2 separate regions of the Arachis hypogaea genome follow, and region 1 is linked to region 2. The links are chromatin contacts, called in public Hi-C maps. All regions are on one chromosome and are shown on one strand. The core of a region is the stretch at or near the end of the contact, and the rest is flanking DNA. Distances in the headings are between cores, read along the strand shown.

The links. A called contact is a pair of places that touch in the nucleus more often than the background predicts.
Region 1: a contact with region 2 is called in a Hi-C map of leaf, with 2.0 times the contacts expected there. The contact joins two enhancer-like sites. A contact is called at or near these places in 2 of 8 Hi-C or Micro-C datasets (both in leaf).

The regions. Positions count from the first base shown.
Region 1 is chr11:36,373,765-36,380,737 of arahy.Tifrunner.gnm2.J5K5, forward strand. No RefSeq gene overlaps it. Among protein-coding and RNA genes, the nearest start is that of LOC112725639, 34 kb to the right of the region's middle. Within about 2 kb of position 4,082, at least 1 of the 3 cell types and tissues checked has open chromatin away from gene starts, as enhancers often do.
Region 2 is chr11:36,338,044-36,345,646 of arahy.Tifrunner.gnm2.J5K5, forward strand. No RefSeq gene overlaps it. Among protein-coding and RNA genes, the nearest start is that of LOC112720688, 13 kb to the left of the region's middle. Within about 2 kb of position 2,003, at least 1 of the 3 cell types and tissues checked has open chromatin away from gene starts, as enhancers often do.

The DNA of each region.
Region 1 (6,973 bases), core at 2,832-5,331, 38 kb after region 2:
TTACTAAAAGACCTAAAATCATTACCAAAATGAAAAAAGGTTCTTTAAATTTCCAAAAGTTGTTTGTAAACAACTAAAAGGAAAAGAAAGTTTGTCTAAAACTACTAACTATTATAAATTAAAATTGTTCATCAAGACCCGCAAGTCGGGCCATCCAACAGCAAAAGAAAAAACTACAAAAAGCTATGAAAAGGGGTCAAGAAAAGGGTCAAGATACTCCCCAGTCACAACATCTTGACCTCGGGTAGGAGGGGTCAGAGGATGAATAGAGATCGGTATGGCAGGAATAGCACCAGGAGGTGAAGGAGGGAGTTCAGCATTAGCTACCTCGGGGAGAGATTCAGGAGCTTGTGAAACTTGCCTGACCCCAGTACTTGAAGACTTCGGGTCAGGTAAAGGCTCTTCATCATCCTCAGGAGCCGAAACGATCTTTCCATCATCTACTATGTTGTCCTGGATATATAGGGAGAGATTGACCTTGAGGGCAAGGACTTGGACTTGAGCCTTCAGGTTGTTAAACATTTTGTCCATCCCCTCGATAGTGGACTCTTCAAGTGTGGCGTACCTCTCTTTTGTCTTCTCCAAACTCCTCTTGAAGGTCAAGTTTCTTCGCATATATTCTAGTGTAGCTCTCCTCCGCTCTCTTCTTCATCCTCTCTGCCATAGCTGCAGCTGCCTCCGCCGTCTTTACTCATGTCTGAGCTTTTTCTAAATTGGACCTTAGTCCGACTCTTTCCTCCTCTAACTCCTTTAGCCTCTCTACCTCCGCTCGGGTAGCCTCAAGAGAGTTTTGAGTGGCACTGAGGGGATTCTTTTTCAACTCCTTAGCTAGAGACACACACACTCTTGCTATCCGAATGTCGTTTGGGCCATAAGATTGAAATGGTTTTGAAGAGCCATATCATCCATACTGATGCGACTATAAGGGAGGATATTCCTCTCACTCCAAGAGATCCCGTCAAGCTTTTATCGTAAATGCTCCCCTCTACAGCAGTCTTTTGTTTCTTTGGGGAAGGTTCTGAAGACGAAGGAGAAAGAGGAGCAACCGAGCTCTCTGGAGGCGGGTCAAGAGAGACCAATCGACTTGATGGAGTGGGAATGATCTTCTTTTGAGCTGAAGAACTTGAGTCCGACTTCCTTGGGAAAGATCGGGCAGAAGCATCCCCGGTCTCTTTTTCCTTAATACTACAGGCCACGATAGTTTTCCGAGTTTGGCGCAGTTGTTTCATCACTGCAGATGTTAGAGCCATTGTCTCTAAAAATAAAAACAAAATGGACACCTTAGTTAAACAAATTACAACCAAGAACCATAAAGCCAAAGGTCTAAAAGCTACCTAGCTTGGACTGAAGCAGACTGGAGTCCCCTAAGAACTTTTTAGTATCCAAGTTAGGAGCCTAAACCCAACAGTCTTCCAACACGTTTAACTTACACTTCTCAAGTTTGTCTAGGGTATCTACATTATACTTGGCTATCATGGGTTTTTCTTGCCAATATAATAGAAAGGAAGGTTCGTCATTCTCATCCAGACAGAAAGGTCGGACACCCTCTACAACTCAGACTTTGAAAAAATAGTTTTTGAAGTCATAAAAAGATTCATCAAAGATGAAAAAAACCTTTCTACCCTGAACAACGCGAAAGAAAAACCAAGACAACTTCCCTTTCGAAGACCTGGATTTGGTCAAAACAAAAAGGTGAAAAAAGACATTGAGAGAAGGCCGAATATCGAGTTCCTTGCACAAAAATTGGTACATTTTGAGGAAAGACCAAGAATTTGGGTGAAGCTGGGTAGGAGTGACATTACAAGACTAGAGGAAATTTGTCTCAAAGTCAGAAAAAAAGGAAGTTTAATGCTTGATTTTTTAAAGAAGCAATCATATGCATATACAAAGGGGCATTCCGAGTTGTCTAAAGGAGGAAAACACACTCTCTCCTCAGGATCTGGCACCATTAATTCATAATTCTGCTCATCTTCCCGACTTTCACATATTCTATAGTGTCTACGGAAAATATCAATGTACTCTTAGTCAACTACGAGAACAGAAAGAAAGACAATACTATCTACCCAAGATAACAAAGAAGGCGGGACCTTTAATGACATGTTGACAATTACAATCACAAACATTAGGGGAAACACAAACAAAATCAATATTCACAAACGGCTACAGTCCCTCAAAATTTTTAGAAATGCAGCCAAACATTCAATAGTAATCTTGATCAGAAAAACGGTTCAAAAGGAAAAGGATTTTTTAGCAATAAACAAGGCAACAACAGTTAAACAAGCCATCAAAGAAAACCTAAAGCACAAGTATTGACAACAAAAAAAGTAAAACCCCAATGTCAACGCTACTATTCAGGGACCATTCAGAACAACTGCATGACAATAGAGTACACGATTACTGGCAAAAGTAAAACAAGACACCAACGTTGATGAGATTCGAAAAAAGGAAGGGCACGTCAAACAGCAAATCACGGAGGATCCTCTTTGCCAAATAACTCTTCCAAAGAAACCAAGATAAAGAAAATCTTGAAAAATGAAAAACGATTGCGAAACGAACAAAAGAGAGTCTTTGCGATGAAGGGAGCAAATGAAGCACTTTCAGAAATGAGAAAAGGAAGAAGAAGAGGAGCAAGGTTTTATAAAGGAGAAGGGGCAAAAAAGGTAATTCCATACCCTTCTTTATAGCTATGCGCGGATTCCAAGAAAACTGCCGCGCAAAGCTTGCCCCTCATTTAATACAGTAATGCTAAAAAATTTGAAATACGTCGAGTACCCGACCTCATGAAAGTAGGGGCACCCGATGACGAAGCTGAGGTCTTAAATTGCTTGAGCCCGACCTCTTGAAAGCTCGGACTCAAGCAGGAAAACTGTTCATACTCTATTCCAAAACATAAAGTCAGGCTTAATAAAGAAGAAAGGCCCACCCAAAAAGGATGGCCTTTACCACATACCTAACATCTTTTAAGAGGTCGGACACATTGAAAGAGAACGGATAAGTGCTTACAAGTAACTGTCTCCCCGAATCTCTCCTACTATCTCTATCTTTCTTAAAGATAAATCCAAACAAACTCCCAAGATAAAAGGAGCGGTCATCCACCAATGAACTACTCCAAAAAAGTGATTATCAGCTCTACTATAAATACACTGATACTCTTTGGGTATACACACGTTCTAATCTATTAAAACCTGCTTAAAGTCCTTGCTAACTTAAGCATCAGAGTCTCTTACAGGTACCACCTTCCATCTCCTCACGAAGAACTCGGCCAGCAGCACCTTGGCATTGGAACAAGTCGGGCGCTGTCTCTTAATATGCAAATTAGTTATTTTATTAAAGAAATTAAAGTTCTGTTAATCATAAAATCTCTTTTGTGGTTAAGTATTTTTTTTATTGAAGAATTTCTTATTTTGGTGTTGAACAATGTATTTTAAATGTTATCTTTTATCATTTTATTTTTTGAGAACTATTATAGAGATTTGAATTTTTTTAATGGGAATATCATGTTACTCAGCATTGTGAAAGTTATTCTCTTTTATAATTTGTATGATCAAGATTCTGATTATTATCATTAAGTCTGGGTTGATCCATTACTTTAGTTAAAAATTTTATATAAGAATATCCTATTTTCACAAACCAAACAAAAATAAAATTTCTAATATATATTGTAATAAATATGTACTGAACATAAAAAATAAAACTGCCTTAATTAATAGATTTTATGTTTATAATTAATTTGTTTTGTTTTAATTATTATCAATATTAATTGTATTATTCATTTATTCATATCATTAATTCTGTATACATACAGAAATGTATTTCAATTAACATTCTCAGATGTAAATATTACGGAGATTTTTCAACTTATTTCTTGAAATAGAGTATATATATGATTTCGTGCAGTTGCACGGGGCTTGGAGTAGTATTGTCAAAGATATTTAATTTCATTTTGACTTACAAAAATTGAGATGGGGTTCATGGGAAGTTCCTCCACCTACTTTAAGACCTTCGTAGATGATTGGTCCCATGAACTCAATTAACCCACGTCTTCATCTAACTTATCCATATCATATCAAGCATTTCAAATTGTCAGCATTACAAAGACGTGGAATCAAGAGAAGATAATTACTATACACACATACACTCCCCAACACTCAGAATAATACCAAAGCTAGATTTTATTATTTATTTATGATATATATAATATTGCATTTGGAGGAGAATATCTCCAAACAGAAATTCAATGATATTGGATAAATAATCAGTTTAGAAAATGAAATATGGGACAATCAAAATTAAATGTGTTCTAATATGCTTTTGGTAATATATAGTAGTTCGTTTATATTTACAATTTTAGCATATCTTTGTATTTTGTGTGAAAAGATAATTGTAAAATTTTATTTAATATATAGAAATATGTTGTACATCCAATTTGGCAACTAGCCTACTACATCAAACCGGGATACAAATTCAGTATAATACTTATTCAGTTAATTTGACCGTACAAAATGCCAATAGTCGATAATGAATTTTTCGCCGCAATAAACTCATCCATGCTAGAAACACAGAAAAAGCCACAAACACAATAGCAATCCACATCACAGAAATTACAATATCAACAATCGTACATCAAAATTTCAACCAAAATTTAAAACTTTATATCAACCAAGACATTTATCTATTTTTTCTAAATTTTTTTATAATATTTTTAAGTCCAAAAAATTAAAAATTAATTTGCTGCAGATAAAAATTTAATTTAAGAATTTATTATTGACTAATAAATAATTATCATATAAACAAAATAGAATTCGAACTTTCTAACATTTATTTAAAAGATAGATGAGTTAAATATTAAACCAACTCAAATTGGTTAGACATTTATCTATTTACAAATAAAATGTGAAGTCTTTTATATATATGGAATAATCTCACAAAAACAAAATTGTGTCAATTTGATAAATCTATAAAAATAATATAAATTCAAAAAATAATAAATTATTATTTTCATTATGAAAGATCTAAATATTGATCATTTCAATCATAAAAATATCCACTAATTTGATATCCATTAAATATTGGGTTACTTCAATAAAATTATCAAAATTTAAATGGATATTGAATTAGCTTACATCTTTTATTATTTGTATTGTTAGTGTTTAAATTTTTATAATTAGAAACAATCCTTAATTATACAAATAACACTTGACAATTGATATATAACATTTCTCCAAGTATGAACACCTCAACACTACACAAAAACAAAGATCATATATATCTTTTACTTTTCCATCTTGGTGAGGTAGTGGAAAGTCCCACATAATCGCACCATAGATATCTTTGTCTCCTTGCATTCTTAGTTTTCGTTGTCCATGAACTCTCTCTCTCTCTCTCTCTCTCTCTCTCTCTCTCTCTCTCTCTCTCTCTCTCTCTCTCTCTCTCTCTCTCTCTCTCTCTCTCTCTCTCTCTCTCTCTCTCTCTCTCTCTCTCTCTCTCTCTCTCTCTCTCTCTCTCTCTCTCTCTCTCTCGTATTTTCTGATCATTCTAGCAAGCCCCCAGAATTCAAAAACCACCTAATGTCATTGTCCTTGTGTCCATGGCTAAACAAATAATGGAGAGTCCCACCTTGTTTGTTGAATTTATTAGATAGTTCCTCACCATATTTTGATATCCCTCTTTTTAGGCCCTTGGTTCCAACTTATTCCTTTCCTTTTCTTTATTTATTTTTTCCACTTTGATTGAGAACCACATTTTTGCTGACATGGGTTCATTTATGATCACGAGTTATAGCTTCACTTTTGTTGGCTTCTTTTTGGAAATATCCTGTAAGGTTCAAAGCTTGTATTATTGGCATAATTATGAATCCTAATTGTTCTCATATGGAAATAATTATTATGGTGGCTTTCATTATCCTTAGCTAGCAAGAATTAAAGTTTTTGGGTTAATAGTCAAATTAGTCCTTAAAAAATGAAACATTCTTTAAATTTATCTCTGAATTTTTTTTTTTTTCAATTAAATGGATTCTTCAAAGATTACAAATTAATCATATTTGTCCTCCAATCACTCTATTAACAATTTTTTTCAATGATTGATGTTGTAAAATGTTAATTCATAACATATATAAAACTTAATATATCTAATTGGATATTGACCAAATATGTTTATAAAGATTTATTAATTTAGTCATTTTCTCCAATTATAAAAATCCTATTCCTAATATGACCTAGTGACTAAATTAATAGATTTTCGTAAATATATTTAGTTAACGTCTGATTAAACATGTTATGTGTTACGTATGCTATCAGTTAACATTTCACATCATCAATCATTGAAAAAATTATGAATGGTGGAATAACTGAAAGACAGATATAATTAATTCGTAATTTTTATAGGACCAATTTGATTAAAAAAATCTTTCAAAGACTAATTTAAAAAATATCTTATCTTTTAAAAACTAATTTGACTATTAACCTAAAGTTTTTCTTAGAAACAAAAAAAAAAGTTTATGTTTTGCTCGCTGTTGTGTGTATCATCAAGAATAGAGATTGTAGTTAGCCCATAGAATACAATATGCAGCTATATAGAGAAATTAATCAGACCCAAATTTCTTTTTTCTATATTCCTCTTCTAAGTCAAAATATTTGCTCCTAATAAAATCTTAATATTGGACAGACATATTTAATTTATTACCATCAGTTATAAACAATTATCCAATTTTAATTGTATCCTTAGTTATCACTTGGTGGTATATAATATGCACTAGTTTTAATTTTAACAACATGATTGCATTCTTGGTTTATCTGAATTTTTATGCGATGTACTTAGCATTTAAATGTACATATACATCATTACCTTTATACTTATATATAGTAGATTGAATTATTAAAATTTGAATAATTGTTGATGAAAATGATTAAAGTGTTATTTCATAAATATTTTTAAAGATTGAAGTATAATTTACCGTAAATTCTCATCAAAGACG
Region 2 (7,603 bases), core at 753-3,252:
TTTCTGAAACATCGTGAAGTTAATATATATATGTGGATTTGACTAACCGTAAAAACATCTACTTTAAAGTTTTGTTCTTAAAAATCTAAAATACATCAAGTTTTTAGTAGGGTGAGCACTGTTTGCGGGTATCCAATTATCCGTTCGAATCCAAATTGAACTAATTAAATTAGCTCTGGAACTAATGGGTAATCGAGTTCAACTTGAACTAAATCAATGATTCTCTCTAGCAATTAATTCGAATAATGATTTTGGGAGTGCGGAATCCGAACTAATCCGTAGACCTAACTATATATTAATTAAATAAAAAAAATAAAAATTTAAAAAATATATATTCCTTTTAATATGTTTGGATTTTAATATCTTTAGTGTTTAATATGTTTGGATTTTAATGTGTTTAGTTTTTGTATTGGATGTCTCCAGTACGCGTTGTGAGATGGATAAGAGACTTGCGGGTCGGAACGGTGGTCGGATCGTCTGACTGGAGCAATGGAGGATGGTATCTGCAAAGACATTCCGACGCTCAAGTCAGAATAGGTCTGAGAGGTATATGTGCGAGGAATGAGTGACGTACCTGAAGAGGCCTGGGACTCCGTTTTATATAGGTGATGGTGATTATTTTATCTTATCTTATTTGACTAAGATAAGGGAGGTATTTGAATTCGAATGTTGGTTGGAGATTGTAGGGGCCGGTTTGAGCCTTCTAGAAAGACGAAGTGGGCCGAACCCGGGTAGCCGAGTTCGGGGCTGCACCAGGTGTAGGATCTAGAGGTTGGGTCCACAACAGTTTTAATGTATTTGGTGTTTAACATGTTTGGATTATTTCTATTAGTGTTACATGTTTATTGTATTTACAGAATTTTTAAGATAAAAATTTTATTTTTTTATTTTGTTTTATGAATTTCTGTTTTATCGGGTACCCAATTACCTAAACCGAACCAATCCGTTTTTAATCGATTTGGTTTGGTTCGGATATACACAAAAAAAATACAAATCGACCAATTACAATTCAATTAATTCGGTTTTAATTTAAGCTTAAACTTGAACCAACCTGACCCGTGCTAACCCCTAATTTTTAGTGCGTGTATTGAATGAAATTTTATTTTCAATATTTTAATAAGTATTTTTATATTATTTATTAGCAAAATCATATATATAATGTATGTTGATTTTCTTGTGTAATTTTACTCTACATTTAGGATTGAACAAGTTGTGATTATGTATCCCTAATAATTAGGGTTGTTGTTGGACTCTTTTTTTTTATTATTACAAAAGATAGAGAGACTCGAATTCACAACTTCTTAGATGAATATGAAGAGACGGAGACTAAGTTATTTGAGTTATAACTCATTGATATTGTTGTTGGACTCTCTTAAATAATCTTAATAAACTATATGTATATTATGATTATAAGAAGTAGATTAAATCGATTAATTTTATTGGATTAATAAAAAATAGACTGTCAAATCAATTCGATTTAAAATAAAAATTGATTGTCAACGAACTAGTTAAAAATTTAAAAATTGATTAAAAACCAATAAATTAATTCGATTTTTTGCGGTTAATCAATTTAAAATAAAAATATAATTTTTTTAAAAAATATATATTTTATATATAAATATTTTATTATATTCAATTCAATTCGGTTAAATTTCAGTTTAACCTAATTTATGATTAAATTTCTAATTTTACTGAATCAATAACGGACTCGATTTTTAGAACTTTGATGCATTCTATTATAACATAAATTATTGAGCTTTATTTAGCCCTTGTATTTATAGAAAAATTGAGAAAAGAAAAAGTTATACTAAAAACTAAATCTATACTGCCATTTGTAAAATAAGATTTGAAAAATAAAAAAGCATGCATATGCGCCAGAGTAGTACGTTAACTAAAAGATTAATATATATAAACTTTTAAATATTGGATATTTGGATTGAATGTGATGTGGGTCCGTGTGTCTCCCCTGTATATGTATCTTGGACACAATATACCTACGGAAATTAATTTTGTAGCTAATTTAAACCATACCCCATTTTATATAGAGAGTAATTAGCCCTTATCTTGTTTAAAACGAAAGCAAAGAAGGGAAGGGATGAAACTTGGTCTGATGTTGACAACTGATTTTTTTTTTTTTCTAATGCAGAATTAGATTTCGTTGGAAATGGCGAATGCAATTAGATAAATTAAAAAATAATTTGTTTTCCAGCATATGTTTATTAGATAAGTTCGTTTTTCTTGCTATTTAAAAAAACGATTCACATGTAATAAATACAAAGTTAACACTTAATTATAGTCATTCATTTCGATACATGTATAAGTTTTGTAGAGAAAAAAAAACAATTTTTTATATTTTTTATATTGAAGAACAAGTTTTTTAAGATTCTGATGGACGACAATATCATTTATATTATTATTACAATAATGTTAAATGGCTTCAGGTTAGATGGTTTAAAATATTTGCGACTTTCATTAGTCCCACTCAAAAATATTTTTACAAGTTATTTTAATAATTGCCAAAGAGTTATTTTTTAATTTTACTTATTAATTAATACTTATTATTTAAATCAAAAATTAATTTTTATTCATTATTTATCCATCTTCTATTTACAATCTTGTTATTAACAATCTTATATTTTATCTATATACATACTCAATTTTTTTTAATTTTTATTTAAAATTTAAAAATTCTACAAGAAAATCAAATAGCGGTGATTTATTGTGAGAATTGTAGTGATTTTAAACCACCATAAAAATTCTTACTGGCAGTTGGACAACCGAATCTTTTAAGCTAGAAATTAAGATTTACCACAATTTTCATCAGATTGATTCAATAAATTAATTTGCAACAATTGAGACCTCTAAACCGCTACTAAATTATATAATTTTATAGCAGAAGCTAAACTGCTAGTAGAACTGCCGCTATCCTTTCAAACTGTCGCCAATTTTTTTACCATTATTTTTTACAAGTGTTAAATTTAAATTTAGTTTTGACTCATTCTTACTAATTCTCGACATTCTCTGTAATTATTTTATCTATCCTAGTTTTCTTTTTTATTAAGGGGTTGTTTTTGCCATATCGTGGCATTCTAATGTAAATAATGATGAAAACAAAATATATTGAGTTTAGAGAGATTGCAAATAGTGATATATTCTGGTTCGGCATAATCTCTTTATCTATATCCAGTCCTCCTCAAGAAGGTGTTGGAGATTTTCACTATATCACTAAGCTTCTAGGGTGCTTGACATCCCCGTACAACAATGAGCATTTGATGTACACCTCACGGTTTATGATTACTGTAAAATCCGGTAATTAACGGCTAATTAATCCATAAATGAGAATTTATTCTAGAAAGCCAAAAATGTGATTTTTATGGCTTAATATGATAGAGGAGATTGAGACGAAAATTTCGGTACCAATTTTATAAAAATCAGACCAAGATTGGACGAACGGGCCAAACCGGACCAACCAGACCCATATTGGGCCCTTGGCCCAACTAAACTAAACCTAATACACTCATTTCAGCACTCTCTCTCCTCACTACACTCAAGAAACACGCTGAAATGGAGGTCGGGGGGGAGGGGAAGAACACTCTCTCAAGTTCTATCTTTCCTCTGATCTTCAAACCACCATAACTTTTGATCTAGAGCTCTGATTGCCGCACCGTTTGCGGTCACGCATTCACCGTGGAGAGCTCTACAAAACTCATACAATCAATTTTGAGGTAAGCCACGTTTTGTTCTTCGAATTTCAGCCCTTGTTTTTAAGTTTCATGAGCAAAAATATTGAGATTTTGGGCTCTTTAATGTTATAGGACCCAACTCTCTTGAAGGAGAAGGTTAATCTTGTCTTCTTATACCTTGGGTGTGATAAGATTCTCAACTCTAGTGTAAATTGTTGTTCTATGATGTTTGGGTATTGAGATGTTGTGTATGGGTATGATGATTGTGGCTTAGGTTGCGTATATGTGGATATTGGAGCTTGATTGAGACTTTGAAAAGCTTGAAAAGGGATTTTTGGTGATAAAAATCTATTCTTTGAGGTGTTGAGACCTTGAGAGCTTGTGCACAAGTGATTTGGAAGTGCTCCGGTTGAGCTTAGAAAATCGGCTAAGGTATGGTCTCGGTTTCTCGTATTTAAAATGTAATGTGGTAGGAAATACTTAGGCTAAAGGCCCTAAGATAGGCATTGAATTGTTGATTTTGTTGAATGATTGAGATATATGATGTGGTCATATATGTGATTATGAATATTGATGCCTTGATGGTGTGATCTATGAGAAAATGCATGTTGTGATATATGCTTGATGAATGATTGAGGTTGAATTTTGTGGGTAGAACCATGTTGATGATGAGTATGATATTGATTATGCATAATTATGGTTGATTGAAAATGGTATTATTGGAAATTGGGATGAGGAAGGATGTATGACATGTTATTGTGTTTGTCCTTTAGCCATTTGGTTGAGAAGTGTTAAAATGGTTAAATGGTGGTTTTGAGAATTTTGGTAAAGTGTTAATGTGTGAGTTGAAGAGGCTTGAGTTGATTTTTGGCATACTTTCCTTGATTTCAAAAAGGGTTGAAATTGGTATGATTTGGTTAATTTCAAAAAGGGATGAAATTGGGATGTTTTGAAAATGGCACATTGTGGTTTTGAATGAAAATGTGGTTTTTGGACATACTTTGATGGGACGTAACTTGAACTTCGGATCTCCGCTTGTGCCAAATCTGTTTAAAAACTGAAATTGGATCCGGGTGGTTATTCCGTTCGTAGAACGGGCGAAAAACATTTTAAAACGATGAATTTATGTCCGTTGGAAGATTGGGGGTTTAATCTGTGAATTCTGCAGCTTTTAACTTAGAAAAATTTTTAGCAGAATATCCCCCCACGCGTAGGCATGCTTGACGCGTGCGCGTTGTTTTTGGAAAAATGCCATCCACGCGTGCGCTGGCTCACGCGTACGCGTCGATGTGCTAAAATGGTTGCCCAGCCAAATTTCCCGAGAGTTGTGCGAGCACTCTGCTAGTTCTGTGCGTGGGGCACAAACGCACCCACGCGTGCGCGTGGCTGACGCGTAGGCGTCCCTTGACTGTTTTCCCATCCACGCGTGCGCGTGGGCGATGCATACGCGTCGATGTACTTTTTGGCCATCTGCGCGTGCGCGTGTAGGACGCGTACGCGTGGCCCTGTTTTCATCCCAAAGTTGATTTTTGAGTTTTAAAAGCCAAATTTCATACTTCTAAGCTTCCGATCTCACCACTTATGTCTTAAATCATTATGATATGCCTAGCAATGAGAAGAAGAGCTAGGGGATGTGGTAACTTACGAGGGAAGCAAGGGAAAAATGAATGATCAATGAGGATCAAAGATGACTATATGAGATGCGGAGGATGGCGGTGGAAGTGCTGTATGTGCCATGAGCCTAAGGGCTGCAACTGTTATGAATTGGTTGGTTATGGATTTAAGCGTGAGCCGAATGGCTGGATTATGGTCGTGTTACGGCGGTGCCATTATTGATTATGGCCGTGTATAAATGCATATATGCTATTGAATGAAATGTTAATGTTGCACTTCCACTATCTGAGACACGAGTTTCCCTGGAAGAAATCAGTGGCTAGCCACCACGTGCTCCAGGTGGAGACTCGAGACTTTGTTGACCCTATGTCGTAAGGGTGGCCGGGCACTATGAAAGCCCCGGATGAGCTCGCCCCCGTGAATATACACCATTGAGGGTGTTGGATATGGATCATAATTATGATCACGATTATGTTAAGTATAACTCGAGTTGGGGATGTGCGACAGAGGGATAGTCCAATGGTTAGCTACTAGGACTTGTCGGGTTGGCTATATAACCGACAGATGATATCATCAGCCATTAGGGACATGCATTCATCATATTGCATATTACGTGATTTGTTTGAGATTGTCTAATTGACTGCATATTACTCGCTAATTGTCTAAATGCCTTATCTGTTCCTATTTGTATATCTCTTGTCTGATATAACTGTGTTTGCCATATTATACTCCTGCTGATGGTTGGGAGGTTTGAAGGATTTGAAAAGGGAAGTATTAGTTAGACTGAAGAATCTTTAGTCAGTTGTCAATTATGGTTTAGCTTGTTTATAAGCTTTGAATTGATCTGGTGGAAGTTCTAGGATTGCCTTTGGCTTTTCTCTGATATTGCATGTTAAATATGTGGGAACTGTTACCATGCTGGGAACCTCCGGTTCTCACCCATGCAGATTTTGTGGTTTTCAGATGCAGGACGTAAGGCTTCTCGCTGAGACGTGCTGGAGACTTTTGGATTAGCGAAGATCTTTTGTTCTTAGGTCTCTATTTTTGGTTTATATGTTATGCTTAGATACCTTTATCTCCACTGAATAATACAAACTGTGATGACTCCTCTTAGAGGGGATTTTGGAGAATAGGTTTTATTGTATTTATGTCCCTTTGGGTTTCCTTGGGGTTTCCTATTTTATTTAGTTGTATATATTGCTATGCTCGGACCGGCTATCTTCGCAACCGGATTATGAGTCTTGATATTCATGTTTTTGACACTCCTTTGTATATATATAATCTCGCGTTGGTTTATCCTTGTTAGTCACGTTTTTGATCGGAGTGTTGCATTTTCAAGTTGCGATTTTGTTTTACCCCTTTTTCTTCAAAGGCTCCTAGTTATAATCTTTATTCACACTACTATATGTACTAAATTTTAATTTTTAGAGGTCGTAATGCCTTGCCATCTCTGAATTATGACTTAAGCATAAGACTCTGTATGGTAGGGTGTTACAATGACCACTCGTATATTAGGCCATTCCACTTAGAAACACCTTCTTTAAGAATTCTCTTGAGTGCTTAACATACCTCTTTAGTATCCTTACTCAATATAGTGTATAAACAAGCCTCACAAATTTCGAAGAATCACACTCTAAATCACTCAACAAAAAGAACTACAAAATTTTTCTTTCGCAATTTAAAAAGACAAAAATGGAATACTCTCAAGAAGAGTGAGTAAATACAAATCAACTCTAATGAATACAAACTTGTTTATCTATCAAATTGTGTATAAATCACTTTGAAGTTGTATATAAATTGATATATGAACTCAAGAAAGCTTAGAAGAAGCGTTATATATCAAATGAAGCTTCAACATTCATATTTATAACATTCTCAAAGCATTGGAATGTTAAAAATTAGATAGAATGGAACTTGTTTTTGGTCAAAACTAGCCCTTACAAACTTTTGTCACTGAAAGAATCGATTCTTTTACAAGAAAAATAATTTTTATTAGCAATTATATGATAAATTTTGAAATTTTAAATGAAAGATTTGATTCTTTTACAAGGAGAATCGATTCTGTGTGCTAGAGAATTGATTCTTTGGGCCACAAAATCGATTTCAGAACTTTACAAAACCAAGCTTCAATTTTGTAAGGCTAGAGAATCGATTCTTTGTTGAAGAGAATCAATTCTATGCTTAGGAGAATCGATTCTTTTTTCTTTGGAGTTATTTTAAATCAATAAAACAGTCAAATAATCGATTCTTGGATTTACAAAATCAATTTTATCCCTTAGTTTTAGCATAAATTATTTTTTTTAAAA